Linked DNA regions of Sus scrofa: region 1 is linked to region 2. A link is a contact called in public Hi-C data. All regions are on one chromosome and are shown on one strand. The core of a region is the stretch at or near the end of the contact, and the rest is flanking DNA. Distances in the headings are between cores, read along the strand shown.

Region 1 (2,700 bases), core at 45-2,544, 340 kb before region 2:
ATAAAAAGGAATAATTATTAGAAATGTGTGAACGTGTGGTACTGACACACAAAAAGATACCTGGAGAGTCAGAGAGCACAGGGAAGGTGCTCAACCTCACTAATTATCAGAGAATTAAATTAAAACACACGGAGATGCTCAGCCGTTAGAATGGCTATCGATACCAACTACTGGCAAAGCTGGAACAATTAGAATCCCTACTGCTCATGGGCATATGCCCAAGTTTACAACAGCACTGGAAAAGAGTTTCATAATTTCTTTCTTTTCTTCTTCTTTTCTTTTTTTTAGGGCTGCACCTGCGGCATATGGAAGTGGGCTAGGGGTTGGAATTGGAGCGGTAGCCGCTGGCCTACACCACGGCCACAGCAACATAAGATCTGAGCCATGTCTGAGACCTACACCACAGCTCACAGCAATGCTGGATCCTTAACCCACTGAGCAAGGCCAGGGATCAAACCTGCGTCCTCATGGATGCTAGTCAGATTCGTTTCTGCTGAGCCACTATGGGAACTCCAAGAGTTTCATACTTTCTTATGGAACCAAATATACCTTCACCATGAAAACTAACACTTCCTCAAGAAATAAAAACAGGACCACAGAAAGATTTCAACAGCAACACTCACAAAAACTTTGGTATAGTAACCTCAAACAGTCTAAATCCTTATCTGGAGGTAAATGGATAAAAAGTATGGCATATTCATACAGCGGACTGCTACTCAGCTTAAAAAGGAAAAAACAAAACCCTACTGATACAAGGAACATGGGTGAATCTCAAAAACATACCACTGAGTGAAGGAAGGCATCCGCAGAAGAGAATATATAGTATGATTCCCCTTATTTGAAACTCTAGAAGAGACAAATCTAATTTAGTGATAGAAAGCAGACCAATGGTTGTCTAGGGCCAGGACTGGGGGAGAGGGCAGGGGTTGCCTGAAGAGGGGTTCAAGGGAACTTTCTGGGGTGATGATGGGAGGTTCTATAACCTGTTACTGGTTATATTTACATATATGGTATAAGTTTTTTGAAATTTGTTGAAATGTACACTGGCAATGAGCACATTTCCTTGTACGCAAACCCTACCTTTAAAAAGGTCAAGAACTGTTATTTCACACAAAATTAGAACAAGTTTTACAAAATCACCTGTAATCCTACCCTTTGGAAATAATCCTGTAAATATTTTGGCACATAGTCCAAATGACATTGCAAACATTTTCTTGGTATATATGTCATGTACATTCAGTGTTTTACAAAATCAGAGTCATGTTACATTTAGTATTTTGTAACTTCCTTTTTCCATTTAACAGCATCTTGAACGTATTTCCACATCCTCAAAAGCACTCCCATACCCACACTTTTAATGGCTGTGGAAGCACTGCATCCTATGACTATATCCTCATTTACATCATCCAGCCCTGCCTGTGGGATATTTAGGCTGTTTCCCATTATTCGCTATCATAACCATGTTGAGCTAAACATCCTCGGAGTTACATCTTTTTGCTCATCAAATGGCTTCCTTGGTTGAATTCCAAGCAGTGCAGGGGGCCAGGTCAAAGGCCCTGGTTAAGGCTGTGGATGAGTAATACCCCAGCAGCTCAGGACCCCATCACTGTAGGAATCTGGATTTCCTTTATCAGTGTGTGAGATGCCCTTGAGGATGAATTCCAAGAGCCAGCCGCCTTTTTCCTGTTGGCTCCCCACCTCCGTTCTGTCGGAGGCGAGTCCTGAGGAACACTTGTAGAATGCGCTCTTCTTGAGGGTGTGTGGGTGGAGGTGTGTGGAGGAGGGCCCTGGCACCTGCAGGGGGAAATATCTGAATTGATTGCTGGGAGCATTTCTCTTCCTCTTGGAGCTGAGCAAGGCCTGCGGGTGGGAGGCCCCTCCGCCTGGCAGGGCTGGGAGGCAGGCCAGGTCAAGAGCCACACTCCCGAGCAAATACCACCTGCTCCAGGTCATTCTTGCAGCGTTAGCTGGGGCACTGCCCAGGGACCTCGCCTGGGGCACGGGTGGAGCTGGTGGCCAAAGGCCAGAACACACCCCAAATCAGAAACTTCCCTCATCTTTTCTTGCTGGTGTCCGAGAAGTGCTTGCCGTGGTCAGCAGGATTTTGTTAAGTCATGTGTCCACTGGATCTCTCCAGGGTGGGCCACAGTAGGTAAAAAGCTACAAAAACAGGTCTCTGGCCCTTTTCTAGCTCATTCCAGGGCCCTCCCCACAGAGCATGTGATACCTGCTATACGATCAAATTTGGCCAAGATTTCCAGAAGGCTGTTCTCTTTCCCCTCCTCTCCTCCCCTTCACCCCTTTCCTATCGAATAGATATTAGACCCCCCCCCCACTTCTCCCTTGGGGGCTCAGATGACTATTCCACGGTCTGTCTCCTTCAGGGGTTCATATTTAATTTTCTCTCCCCCCGGGCTCCGGTCCCCAGCGCCCCTCGCCCCGCAGGGAGGAGTCACGAGGGTCTCTGGGCAGCACGCATAGGCACAGACACACACGAAGGTCACAGAGAACGTTCTGCATCAGTTCCTGAGACATTCCCTATCTTTTCAGGCTCACAGCCCTTTAATAGGTGCTCCGGAAGATCCCCAATCCTGGGGGTTCATTGAAAAAGCCGTCAGGGTTGACAGACGTCCTCTTTGCGCCCATGGAAAAGCACTTCCGGTTCACAAGAGCACTTCCCGGTTCGCGGAAAGTACTTCC
Region 2 (2,700 bases), core at 133-2,632:
GCAGCTGGAGGTAGCGACCCTTCGCGGGAACTTCCCTCCCGGCGGCGGCGCCGCGGGGCCTCCTATCCTGCAGCTGCCGTTTGGCGGAAAAAATAAAGTGACGGGGAGAGCCTGTGAGAATGCGTGTGGGGACGTGTGCGCGCGGGCGCGTGGAGCGGCCAGGCGTGCGACTGCGTGTGCACGTGCGGCTGGCTGTGCGTGGGTGAACGCAAAAGGGCAGGAGTGTGTGCACACAACCGCAAACGCGTCCTCGGCGGTGGGCAGGCCTGAGCGTGGGCGCGAGGGTTGGGGCGCCTGAGCTGCGCGAGGCGCCTTCGCTGGGAAGAGGTAGGGAGGCCGTGCGCGGTGCTCAGTGTGTGCCTGTGGTCGGTGGGCGCTGGCTGGGCGCTGGGAAGCGGGACTGGGTCTGCCCGCACGGCTACCTGCGCGAAGATACAACCGCACTCGACTCGGCCACCTCCCCCACGGAGCCTTCCCCAGCCGCGCCGAGGCCGGGAGAGCCAGGCGGAAGCGCTGCGCAGAGAAGGTGGCTCTCTGGTCTCCCGAGAGAGCGCGCGCTCGGCCGGGACCGACCACAGCCGAGACCCCCTGCTCCTCACACGGACGTGCCAGGCGCCCTGAAGGTGACCAGGCGTCTACCGCCTCGGCTGAAGGCGTCGGAGCGAGGAGGCAGGTCCCGGGTGACAAGGAGGCCGGAGAATCCGAGGGGCCCACAGGCTTTGAAAAGCGCCGCGGGCCGCACTCCGAGCCTGGCATCCGCCTCTCGCCCCCAGCTCGCGCCAGGGCACTGCGTTCAGGGTCCCGTCGTGGACCCGAGAAAACACCCCTCGCCTCGCTCCTCCCAAGTCTGTGAGCAATCAAACAGCACTCACCTGGGTCCCCGCGTGCGGCGTTGCGCCCGGCTCCTGCGCTGTTCCGCGCTGGGCGCCACTGTCCCCCCACCCCGTCCTAGCCCGCACCCCAGCGCTGGGAGGTTGGCGGGGGAAGACGTTCGTGCGAGCCCCCTGCTGCAGGCAGCCCGGCGCGCGGGGGCCTCCCGGGCCCGCGCTCCCCGCCCGCGCAGGCTGCCTTCCGGAACCTGGCCTGGCGCGCAGTGTCAGAGGCCCCCGTGGCGGCGGCAGGCCGAGCCCACAGGGGCATTAGGCCAACTCCCCCCCGCGCACGCGGAATTCTCTATTATTATTATTAAAGAATCCCCCCCAGAACTTGTTTACGTTGAGCCATGTAAACTTCCTGCCAGGGCCTTTACCATCTGCGAGAAATCGGAATCTGCTCTTGGAAGTGGGGACACCGGGGCTGCGGGGCCAAATAGGCGGGTTTTCAGTGTGTGTGTGTGTGTGTGTGTGTGTGTGTGTGTGTGTGTGTGTGTTGGGGGGGTGTCCAACTGAGTTGTGTGGACTCAGATCAGAGTGTGGCTAGTGTACACACGAGTGGGACTGGATGCAAACTGACGCTCCTGTGGGCCTTTCGTGCGTGCGTGGGCGAGCGCGTGAGTGGGAACGCTCATGCCTGAGCGCCGCGTGTGCGCGACTGGGAACGCACGCGTGGGTGCGTCCGTGTCTGTATGTGTGCGCACGAGTGAGGGAATGAGCCGGGTCGCTTGGTCCGGGAGCCCGGGAAGTGTGGGTCCCCGCAGGGCCAGCGGTTCTCACTTGCTCCCCGAACCGCCCGCGGCGCCGGAGACAAAGCGGGAACGACCCGCCCTGCGCTTTCGTTTTCCGCCCGCGCTCGGCTCCGCCGGCTGCCCGCCTGCTTGCGCGTTGCTGGGCGAGTCCGAAAAGTCCCGGGCGCGGCGCAGTCCTTCCCTGGGCGGGGAGAAGGGGTAGGCGGTCCCTCGCGGGAACACACGCCCGCCGGCCGCGGGGACCCGGGGACCCGTAGCCAAGCCGACTGTGCCCACGATGGCCCCGACCCGGCGGCCCCGGCCTCCGCTACAGCTGCGATTTGCCACCGAGCAGTACGGCTCCGGGAAGGCCCGGGTACCGGGGCGCCTTTTCCTCCGCACCGCCCGAGCAGGGAAGGCGGGGGCCTACGCGCAGCTGGGCTGAACGGCGGGCGGAGGGCGCATTAACACTTGCTCGCCAGGTTGGTGCAGGCGGGGCGGGTTCTGCCGGCGGCCGCTGGGCGGCGAGGGTGGGGGCCCTTTAAGCGCCCACCGCCGAGGGGGCCGGAGGGGGGCAGGGAGGGGAGGGAACTCCTGGAGGGTCTTACTCTGGCCCGTGAGACGCCGCTGAGAGACGAGGCAGAAAGGGCGGCCTCGGCTGGAGTCTAGGAGCCGAGCGCCGCGGGTGGCGGGGACCGAACGGTGCTCCCCGCGGGGGCGCACAGCCGCAGGCCCGAGAGGTGGTGCCTCCCCCCAAAACGGTGGGGGGGGGGGCTTCCTCGCGGCCTCCGCCCAGGCTGCAAAGAGGCTGCTCTCAGCCTCCGCTCGGCTCCTTCCCTTGTGGGAGGGCGAGAGAGAAAGAGGGAGGAGAGTAGGTGGGGGAGGAGGGAGCTGGGGAGAGAGGGGGCTGTGAGCCAACCGCCCGCGGATCCAGCAGCTCTTCGGGGAGGACGAGCGCGCAGGCGGGGGAGGGCGCGCCGAGGCTCGCTCGGGAGAAGTGGCCGCGGATGACGGCAGAGGTGCAGCCAGCCCCGCGCGCGCAGCCCCCTCCCCCTCCTCCCCCTCCTCCTCTTCCTCCTCCTCCTCCTCCTCCCCGT

Evidence for each region. A called contact is a pair of places that touch in the nucleus more often than the background predicts.
Region 1: a contact with region 2 is called in a Hi-C map of embryonic fibroblasts, with 2.9 times the contacts expected there. The contact joins the enhancer-like site here to the promoter of FOXF1 in region 2. A contact is called at or near these places in 2 of 5 promoter capture datasets (fetal skeletal muscle and liver), 23 of 47 Hi-C or Micro-C datasets (alveolar macrophages, brain, embryonic fibroblasts and 14 more) and 2 of 2 datasets of contacts at active chromatin or transcription factors (alveolar macrophages and skeletal muscle).

What each region holds. Positions count from the first base shown.
Region 1 is chr6:2,937,540-2,940,239 of Sscrofa11.1, reverse strand. No RefSeq gene overlaps it. Among named protein-coding and RNA genes, the nearest start is that of IRF8, 120 kb to the left of the region's middle. Within about 2 kb of position 1,294, at least 5 of the 83 cell types and tissues checked have an H3K27ac peak or open chromatin away from gene starts, as enhancers often do. A contact at or near this core is called in alveolar macrophages, embryonic fibroblasts and undifferentiated spermatogonia, where this site is marked.
Region 2 is chr6:2,596,804-2,599,503 of Sscrofa11.1, reverse strand. FOXF1 (forkhead box protein F1) reads left to right here and starts at 1,382. Exons shown (of 3, transcript XM_021093697.1): 1 at 1,382-2,085.